Linked DNA regions of Gossypium hirsutum: region 2 is linked to region 1. The links are chromatin contacts, called in public Hi-C maps. All regions are on one chromosome and are shown on one strand. Each heading gives the region's core, a stretch centred on a gene start, on an enhancer-like site or on the middle of the called end of the contact. The rest is flanking DNA. Distances are from core to core; before and after follow the strand shown.

Region 1 (5,599 bases), core at 1,765-4,264:
AAGAAATTAAATCTTTTGGAATTCTTTTATAAAGATATCATATTTTTTTATCTCTAATTAAATTAGTACTGGATAAATTATAAATAAAAGAGTTTAATTTTTATCTAACACTCGAATGAAAAAATTAAATTCTACAAAAAAAAGATCACCCCTAAATCATTTTACACGTTCATAAGAAGTTTAGAAAGTTTATGCAAAAATCTCTCATACTTTTTGCCTTCTCTATTGAAATTCTTAAATAGGAATTTATATTCAAAATTCTACATTGAAACAATTAGGCACAAGTCTCCATTTGAAGACTATAGGATCAAAGAGCTGCTTAAATAGCAAAAAGGAGAAAAATGAACAGTTTATTATTTACTGAAAAAGGAGACTAAAAATAATTAGATTGGAAAATAATAACTGGACTCTAAGTCTATGGTATTTTCCATGAACCAGTTATTATTTACATGTGAGCAAGGAACAACATTTTTTCTCTTTAAGCAGGTCCTTTGATCCTATCATCTTCAAGTGGAGACTTTAGTGTAATTATTTCAATGGAGAACTTTAAGAATTTCAAAGGAGAAGGTAGAAGCGAGAGGATTAGAAGAGGGAAGAACACGTTGCGATTTAGTCTAATTATTTATCTTTTTAAATAATTTAATTAAATTTAAATTGAGCTAAAGAGAAGATAGTATATGGATGTGTGTATATCAATATTTTCTTTGTTGATCTCTTCTCACATTCTTCGACTACCGATTTCTCTGCTTGCATTTTTTGTAGTCAAAATGAGTCTTTTGTTGCCCCTTTTGTATTGAGGAATTTCGTGATGCAATTATGAGTATGCACCCCCAATAAAGCACTTGGTCCTGATGGTATGAATTCGAGATTCTTTCAACGGTGTTGGTCTATTTTGGGTACTGATGTTTTCAATCAATATTGTTCGTGGTTGAATAATGGTGCTTTTCTTGATTTGATTAACCAAACTTTGAGTATTTTGATTCCCGAGAAGGATAAACTAGATAGCTTAAAAGATTTGAGGCCTATTGCGCTTTGTAACATTCTCTACAATATAGTGGCAAAAGTTCTTGCTAACTGTCATAAGAAAATTCTGCCTTCCATCATTTCTCCCATGCAACATGTTTTTGTTCCAGGACGTCTGATCATTAATAACATTTTGATCACTTTTGAGCTTATCCACTCTATGAATAATAAAGGTCACGGTAAGTTGGGTGAGATTGCTTTGAAGTTAGATGTTAGCAAAGCGTATGACCGTATCGATTGGAATTTTCTTCAATTTATTATGCAAAAAATGAGTTTTTCTATGCTGGGTGAATTGGATCATAATGTGTGTCACTATGGTTAATTATTCCATCTATTTGAATAGCCATGAGGTGGGTCCTATTCCTCCACATCGAGGTTTGTGTCAAGGAGATCTTTTGTTGCTTTACCTCTTTTATCTTGTGTATTTACTCTGTAAGGTAGAAGCAAGGGGTGACCTTCATGGTATTTTTGTGTGTCGTGGAGGATCCTCGATTTCTCATTTGCTTTTTGCTGATGACAACTTTTATTTCTTTTCTAAGCGACTGGGGTTGAGTGCTCTACAGTTAAAGAATTTTTTGTTGACTACGAGGAAGCATTGGGTGATGCTATTAATTTTTAGAAATCAAGGATTATGTTCAGTTCAAACATGAAGCTTCATGATAGAAATGTGGTGTACTCGTTGTTCGGTGTTTCGACTCCTTTAGAGCACGACAAATATCTCGAGCTTCTTTCTTTGATTGGGAGAAATAAGAAGCATTTTTTTTTTATTTGGGACAGGTTGAACAAACGTATCAATAGTTGGAAGAACTGTCTTTTGTCGAAACTATTAAAGGAAGTTGTTATTAAGACGGTTGCATAGGTTTTACCCATTTTTTGCATGCGTATCTTCATGATCCCTCTCTATACTTGTGACACCTTGCCAAAAATGATTAACTCGTATTGGTGGGGCTCTAGGGGCGATGATCGTAAGAAATTACATTGGTCATCTTGGGACAAGCTTTGTGTTCCAAACAAAAGAAGGATTATAACCTTCATCGCCATCGATTAATGAAAATGTAATTTCATTATACCCTTTTTGGTCATCTTGGGACAAGCTTTGTGTTCCAAACAAAAGAAGGATTATACCCTTCTGCAAGCTTAATGAAAATGTGTGACTTCGCCAGGTATGGAAGAGTTGGTGGAAAGCATCTTGACCCCTTATGATGTGAGTCTAATGTACAAGATCCCTATAAGGTTGCAGAAGGGTCCAGATCAATTAATATGGCACTGGTCTAGTAATGGTTTATACATGGTAAAATCAGGGCAAGAGTTAGCCTTTGATTTGTATTCTAATTCTGATTCGTTTGAAGTCGATGGACCTTGGTTGAGAATTTGGAGTGGTCAATTCCCTCTGAAGATCAAAGACTTTACATGGAGGTGTCTAAAAAATTTTATTCCTACTTGTGCAAGGTTAGCAAATAAAGGGGTAAATATTCTGACTTGTGTTTGGTGTGGAGAGGAGGAAACTTGTGATCATCTTTTTTGTTTATTGTGATTCTAGTTGGGTGGTCTGGCATCAATTTTTCTTTACTTGAGTCAAATGATATTAATAGATTTCATCGGATTCTCACCATCATGTGGAGTATTTGGTTCCATCATAACCTGCTTGTTTGGAAAGGTGAGGCTCATTCCCCGCAGCATGTTATTGACATTGCAGACAACTTTCTTATGCAATGGTTGGAGGCTCAATCGGTTTATGGTATTGCAAAACCAGTAGCTCATTAGTTTGATTCGACGATTCCTGGGTGAAAGAGGCCAATTGTCGGCCCACTCAAATGTATTGTGGATGGAGCTTTGTTTCGCGACGAGTAGTATTCAAATTATGCAGCAATTGGTGTCTTTGTTAAAGGGATGGTTGACCAAGTCAAGACAACTTGGGACCTTCAATTTATTGAGGTTTTTGCAATTAAAGGAGAGTTATGGTGGCTTGCTGCTTAGAGGCTAGATAACATTGTGATTGAGTTTGATTGTCAACGTATGATTAATGCTTTGACTTAAGAAAAAATTGATGTGCCTGAATTCGATATTCTTCTTCAAGAATGTATTCATCTCAGTTCGTTTTCTCTGATTTATCCTTTCATAAGGCCGCTCATAACATGACTATGGTAGCCTTATCTTATGCTTCTTTTCATGTTTTTGTAATTCCCTGGAGTGCTTTTTTGCCTTTTCTCAATAGAGATGTTATTTCTAGTGCTTATGAGAATGAGATGCATAGGTTTTAGTGAACGGAGAAAACTTGTTGGCTTAGATTTAACTTTTTGCTCTTGTTCTAATTATTATTATTATATGAAATGCGTTTTTGCCCTAAAAAAATATAAGTAATTGAAAATAGTAAGAGATGTTACAATCTCTAAATATCTTGTCAAATGAAACAATTACAAGTTGTATTGAAAGCATTAATTAACAATAACCTTATTCTCATTTTCAAGATATTTATATGAAATAAATATTAAAAAAGAATTGATGACACTTATTTGGCATTTTATTAGAAAAAGGAAACAAGTATGTATATGATTGAGGTGTTAGAAAGAGAAATGGCATGGGCTTACTATTGATTTATTTTCTTGTTTAGTGAAACAGAGATTAGAACCGCATGGTTGTGGAAATTTCTAAAAGAAAGGTGGAAATTAGTATCCAATTTCATTCCAACTTCTTGTTGTGGATTTCGTGTTTTAAAAAGTTTTGCAAACATGTCGTCCATTTGTTCAATTTGGTTGTCCACTGTAGTGACCAAAAAATCTGTTAATTTCACATAAAATCTAGAATTCTACTCTTAAACAATTATCCCGTTCCAAAAGATAAGAAAAAAAACCCCTCACTTCAATTTGTAAGCCCATTCAATTATATGCATTAGAAAATACAAGCTTGATTTCATTCTACCACATTTTTTAGTCTCACTCAGGTTTAGGTAAACAAATCACCTTCCAACAAACACGAGCCCCTCAACCCAAGCCAACCTTCCTTCCCAAAAGAAGCTAAAATAATATTGATAAACTTTCTTAAGAACACAGCCTTAATGAGTTGCAGTCTACTAGCATAACCCAAATGCTTAGTAGACCACCCATTCAATTATATGCATCACATTAGCATATGCAAAATTAGATGAAAAATCATGTATTTTACTTTTAAGTTACAATTGCAAATAATATAATTATAATCAAAATAACTATGACTGATGGATTTAAATTTAGGTGAGACTCAAACTTTCAAAATCAATCTATTAACAAAATGTATGCCCAAACATTATTTTATAGGTAGTTTTATGGGTTACTTATTGTTTGGACTTTTTTGTGTCTTCATTCTCAAAAGGCCCAATGATTAATAAATGTGAATTTTGTTTATTATCTATGGTTGAATTCATGAGATAATAAAAGATGCTAAATATCTAAATTTAGTAACTCAATAAAATTAAATAAAATTTTTTAAAAAATATGTTATCTAAAAGAATAATGTGTATATACACTCCAAAATCACTGTCAACAATAATTAGAATATCCAAATAAGAAAAACAAATTAATCTACACCGAGTATTACCATACCTACCTACAAATATTTACAAAACATTTTATTCCTGTGGAGATTTTTATCTCCAAAGTTCTCTCCACATTATATGCAATCCCTACTTAACCGACTTGGAAAACTTAGAAATAGGGAGAGTTTTTATATACTGAACAATGGTCAATAGTCTGTAGAAGTTCGCTTTTTTATGGTCTGTGGCAACCAAATGTCAAATTTAGCTCAAGCTTGTTCTCTCGAGTGTCTGTTTGGATGCAAATCTAAAGTTTATCACTGGAGTATCAAAATTCCATTTGTGCAAGTAGTTGGGGAAGTTCAAAATTTTGACTGGGAGAATGTGGCACCATGAAACGTTGGTTTTATGAGAGTATGGGTTAAGATGTGTCCCTTAGTTCTTGGTTGTGCAATCTAATTGGACAATGGAAATACTGCATGGATTGAGCTTCAATATGATAGAATTTGCAAGGTATGTATAAGTGTGGTGGAATTGGTCATACTACCAAGTGCATGAGATGGAGGAAATGCTTACTACTAAGATGGACAGGCTGTTCACTCACTTTGGTTACGACACTCAGGAATCACACTTCCGATTTTCTATGAGAGCGTCCAGTAATAGGGGCCAAGAGTATTCGAACTACATAAAGCATCAACCGAGGTATCAGGCTCGTACGTGCTCATCGATTCCTTTTATAGATCAAATATATATATTTGAGGATTATGATGGGATGATGTGAGCCAGGGACCATGACATTTATCCGTAAGATGATTCAGAGGCTACATTCTCTCCAAAAGTAAACGTCCAAGAAGGGCAAGCTAGTCAACAGATTGTAGAGCCAGTCACACGACCTGTGGAATGTAACCAAATTGATGATGTACTGCTCCAACAAATTCAGCAAGTTATGCTTAATTTTTAGGAAGGTATTACTCCTAATGAAAGTTGCTATAGCGGCATCTTATTTCGTAATGCTAGTGTGCAACCAGATAACAACATTCCAAGGTGGATTGGGCTGCCGAAGGGAGT
Region 2 (5,356 bases), core at 568-3,067, 47 kb before region 1:
TCTACCTCTAAATTCATGGCGTTCACAATCTGCACTTCTGATTTCCAGGTCCTCTCGTCATGAACGAAGGCCAAAATGTAACCGTCGTCTTCGTTCTCCGAATTAGGGTTTCTAGGGAAGAATAAAGGTTCACCCCCATACCTTTGGTCTCCATAGATATACTTTTTTATTTCTCCGGTTGAGAGATCAACTTTAGCAAACCCTGACACTTTAGGCCAAGGCTCAGCAAGAGCTAAATATGCGTACCTGGTTTTTCTTCCGAGCAAGTTTCGGTTCACCATCCCTGCCTCCAAGTTAACTTGTTCGGAATCCGAAATGATGGGGCGGCGTGTCGACTTGCCGGTCCTCAAATTCAATCTGATTTCAGACAGGACACTCTTGAGACTCTCATCACATTCATTGAAAATGGAATCTGGCGGTGTCATGCAGGAGCCAATCACAACAACTTCATCAGTTTCTGGCTCTTCCCAAGCATTCCAAAGATGGAAACAAAAGCAATCAGGTGCCTCAACCCATGTAATCCCAGAAGCATCAGTGGCATTCTTGTCCAAAATCCCAAACCTTGACATCTTGTTCTTGTCATATACAACTGGTGAACCACCGTGAATCATTTCAGGCAATTTGAACACCACTTGCTGGTCAGGGATCACCACCAAGTTCACGGTGATGGCGAAATCGTGCATCATTATCGGACCGTCTACTGGGATTTCAACATCAGGTGATTTCTTACCATCGGGTGAAAAACGGAAGTACTTAAGATATGGCTTTTGGATGACATCATAGCTAAGAGCAAAGAATTCACCAGTTTCAGGATCAACCTTGGGGTGAGCAATCATTGTAGATTTTAACTGACCATCAAAATCATATCTGCCAACGGTTTCCAAGTCCCCAGATGGAGTAACACGAACATGGTAAGGCAAATCATCTTCAGACATAGCAAGGAGATGACCATTAAAATGAACAAGTCCAGCGTTAGCAACTCCAGTGCCATGGCTTGGATCAACAAGCCCAAATAGGCCACGAGCATAGAAAAGCAACAGCCTAGCTATACCAGAGTGACCATGGAGTTCACCGATGGCCTTGGGGAAAACTGGACGTCCCAAAGCTCGTTCTTGAACCAGACGGTTGGTTTCGGTGAACCTACAAGCATAACTAGCAGAGCCATCTTGGAACTGAACCGCATGAACCATACCGTCCCCGTCGAAGAAATGATGTCCGGCGACAGGTTCGTGAAGCGGGTTGGCTCCGTTTCGAACGTAGACTCCTTGTAAACAGTCTGGGATTGTTCCAATAACAGGGAGGTTATGCTTGACCGGTTGGTCTGGCACTGGAGCAAAGTTGCCAGATATTTGAACATTGGGGTCAGCTGTTTTGGGAAGAGGATGGTGACGCTCGTGAGAAACCAAAGCGTTCTCCACCACATCTAGAGCCATAGCTGCAGCTCTTTGGAAAGGATTCCAGTGTTGGGGTTGAGGTTTCACTGCGTTTTTAGTGGTATAATCAGGGGATGATTGATTAGGCAAAAGAAGAATGGAAGGCGTTTGAAGAGAGCATGAAATGTTTGGCTTTCTACAAGTCCTTCTCAAAGGCATAGAACCCAAATTCAGAGACGAAGAGAAACAAGTTGAAACTGGAAGAAATTTACAATTAGTAGCAGATGCTGCCTGTGATGCAGAGGAAGCCATTGTTGGTGATTGAAAATGTAAGAAATTAGAATGTGAGATTCAACCTTTTTTCTTTTTCTTTTTTTATGTATGTATTTGTATGGGAATTGGGTTAAAAGAGTAGGAGGGGGAGGGGGAGGGGGAGTGTGACTATAATGGGAGTTCGAAAGAAGGTTTATATAGAAAAACAAAGTGGACACCAACTCCAAACTCCTAAAATACATAAGAGAACACCACGTGTTGCATTTTTATTGCACAGATAAAAGGGCCAACTCAATACAAATTTAGTTGTTTTATTAACTTCACTTATGATTTTGTAAATTAATTTTAAGTGGGTGCGGTGCTAGGGGAAGTACTGTTTGTGGGGCACACCCCTACATGAAGATATAATCATTTTTCTTTACCAAAATCAAAACCCCAAAAGTTGTTTAAATTAATCACTTAATCCCAAAAACAGACGAGTCATACTTAGGTATGCTATTTGACAGCATTATTATTATTGTTGTTGTGGTTTTATCCTCCTCCATTTTAAATTTGCATATCTTCTTTTTACGAGAAAAGTAATGTAAAATTTATAAATAATTGGATTATCAACTAGGTTTTAGTTAAAATGGTAAGTTTTAAGTATTTAATTAAAACGTGTAGGTTTTCAAATTTCATAATGTGTGAATTTTAATTCTGTGGGTACATTGATTAAAATTTTATGAGTTTATGGGTTATGGAGGTTGCTATCTAGTTTTCCTTTCCACCATGAACAAGAGAGTGGTAAACAATTATTTGAAGCATTCAACTTCCAATCGTGGGCTTTTCCTCAAGCATGGTGTGTTATTTTTACTAAAGTTAGTATTATATACATAACATCAGATTTTATATCCAAAATACTCAACTTTAGCTAGCAACCGTATCCTAACAAAATATTTATTTATGAAAGCATGTGTTTTTGAGTGCATGAGTGACCCTAAAACCACTGAAAAGGTTAAATATTATAGTATTTTCACAATTAAATAAGTGAACACACGGTTGATTAAATTGCCGAAAGATAATATTTTCATTATTCCCCCTTTCATCATTTCTATCATCTTAATTTATAACAAAATACATCTTTCTCCAACCTTTTCATGTGTCAATCCGCTAGTGGCCGCTTGCAAAAAATAATTACATCTGCTAACTTTTTCATTAAATATTGAATTAATATATTATAAAATAAATTATATTGTCACTAAAGTATAAACACTTTTAATACATTCAATATTTATTTTATTATCATATGCAAATAAGATTAATTGAGTTTATCGATTCACCTATCTGGTCACCTTTTATCATTTCATTTATTCGTCAACTTTGTTTCAACCATACACAATCAAATATAAATTATATGTCAATCGTTAAAGCTTTCATATTTTTTTAGTTTTGTACGTTCAATAAAAAGAAGTAATTTGATTACTAACTTATAGAATTCCATTGATATCATTTGTCTATTCTTATAGCACGCTTTTATTTTTTCTTCTTCTCTAGTTTTTCAATCATTTTGATCTCTTGTGTTATCATCTACTATAGAGGAGTACCTCGCTGGACTTTGTTTGGATGATGGGGAGGATCAGCCTAGTAATTTAGTGCGAGTAATGAAGTTGTTAAGAACAAGTGAAAATTGTTTAATAGGTTGTTTTTTTAATAGCAAGTATTGTTCATTTATATAGGAGGTGTTACTATTGCGGATATGGGAGATAAAAGATACTTGTTCATATTCTACTTTGAAATAGATGTAGATTGAGTGATTGATGGAGGGCAAGGACGTTTAATAACTATTTGTTATTAACATATTGATCGGAGAAGGGGGAGGATCCAATTACAGTTCCAATTGTTTTGTGAATTGTTGGTTACAAATTCATGATTTAAAACCATGTTATTCAAACCACCATATATGCTTTCTCTCCAACTTGAATTAGCATTTGACAAAACATCAATTTATATATATGTATGTGTCATGAGACTAGAATTTTAGTCTCGCAATCTGTGTGGCCTTAGGCGATTTCTTGGGTTCAAATCTGCCTAAGTCAGCCTAACTCTCGCAAAGTAAAAATTCTCGATAGAAATTCCCCAAGGCACCAAAAATTAAAGTGAAAACAACTCAAAACGAAGGAGTAATGAAAGAACAGAGAATGCCACAAGAAAGCAAAGCACGCCAAGTGTTTAAGTAAATGCTCTCAAAGTATTCTATTACTCCAGAAAGAATACAAAGAATGAGATTTAATGGGATAATTACAAATGAAGGAGGTCTTTATTTATAGTTAAGCTCCCAAAAACCAACAATACAGATTAAGTTACATCGACGGTCAAGATTAGAGCCTATTTACAATTGAGAACCCTAAGGGATTTAAACTTTATACATCTTTATCTCTTAGGATTTACATTAATTACCTTGGTAACTCTAGTTTTACTGAAGTGTTTCACTAGGCCACCAAGGCTTCAAGTAGATGGGCTTCTCCAGATGTTCCACGAGTCAGGCAAGTTCAAGCAAGTCAAATAAGCCTCATTTAATCAATTGACCTCTATGGGATGTTCTATGCGCAATGGTCATGGGCTTTGATCCACGGCCCCTGACATTTTCCTTCACCAATTCTCGTAACACCCTCGTCATAGCCTCAGAATGACACTGGTTTAACTTGTCTCAGAACTTTCTTGATGCCTTAGTTGTTTTCCAACCGGTCTTTCTATTGTGTAGTTCCACCCTTGGAACCTTTGCCTCAGCTTTCATTGTCTCCTAACTCGAATTGTTTCTCCTCTCTTTGGTACATCACGTTCACAAGAGTTCGTCGCTCTTGCCCACATTATGACTTACCTCGATCAAGATCCCATTGATCCACAGAAATAGGCTTCGACACACTCACATTGAACACCAGGTTTACATTGAGTATTGCAGCTAACTCTAATTTGTAAGCCCCTTGGCTTACCTGCTTCAGAAATTTGAATGAGCCATTGTCTCCTTTTCAAGCCAACGATAAGTCAAAATGAAAAACACTAAATAAGTGTTTGGGATGTACCTCACTCGTAGCATTTAATTGATTTAACTACCCAATTTGTATGAGTATTTTTCCCCAAAGTTTGATACACAACCCACCTCTCTCAGAGGTGGTAGCCCCATTGATAACTCAACAAGCTTCTCATTGGTTTGTCGCACCTCTAGAATTTCCAAAGGGGTCTCCTTAACACTCTGATCTACCAAGTCGATGTTCTTCCCACAATGAACATCTTTGGCTAGTTGAATTGCTGATAATACCTTGGTTCCATTTTTCTCATCACAACTCACTGACACCATGCATTGTCATTTACGAGTATCTAAGATACATATGCAATCGAAAAAAGTAAGCAAAATATAATTAATCTGATCAAGGAAGTTCAAGCCAAGAACAAGGTCGTAATTATCTAAATGAATTACCTTAATGTCTTGATTGACTTTCCAATGATCGATATACAACTCAACTTTTTGTGCTACTCCCACAGTTAGGACCTTTTTAGAATTTACAATCTTGATCTTCTTGGTCGATTTGTTAACCGAGAGACCAAGTTTACACATGACTCTCTGATATGAACATGTCAGATGCCCTTGTATTAATAAGAGCACTCATTTAGCCTACAATGTCAATGTCCATAAACATCAACCCTTTTTTACTTGTGATCCATCTTCACTTTCG

What was found. A called contact is a pair of places that touch in the nucleus more often than the background predicts.
Region 2: a contact with region 1 is called in a Hi-C map of leaf, with 3 times the contacts expected there. The contact joins the promoter of LOC107918579 here to the enhancer-like site in region 1. A contact is called at or near these places in 21 of 34 Hi-C or Micro-C datasets (anther, callus, fibers and 4 more).

The regions. Positions count from the first base shown.
Region 1 is chrD13:53,507,531-53,513,129 of Gossypium_hirsutum_v2.1, reverse strand. No RefSeq gene overlaps it. Among protein-coding and RNA genes, the nearest start is that of LOC107919227, 39 kb to the left of the region's middle. Within about 2 kb of position 3,014, at least 2 of the 9 cell types and tissues checked have an H3K27ac peak or open chromatin away from gene starts, as enhancers often do.
Region 2 is chrD13:53,553,992-53,559,347 of Gossypium_hirsutum_v2.1, reverse strand. LOC107918579 (9-cis-epoxycarotenoid dioxygenase NCED2, chloroplastic) reads right to left here and starts at 1,817. Exons shown (of 1, transcript XM_016848165.2): 1 at 1-1,817. The coding sequence starts at 1,685.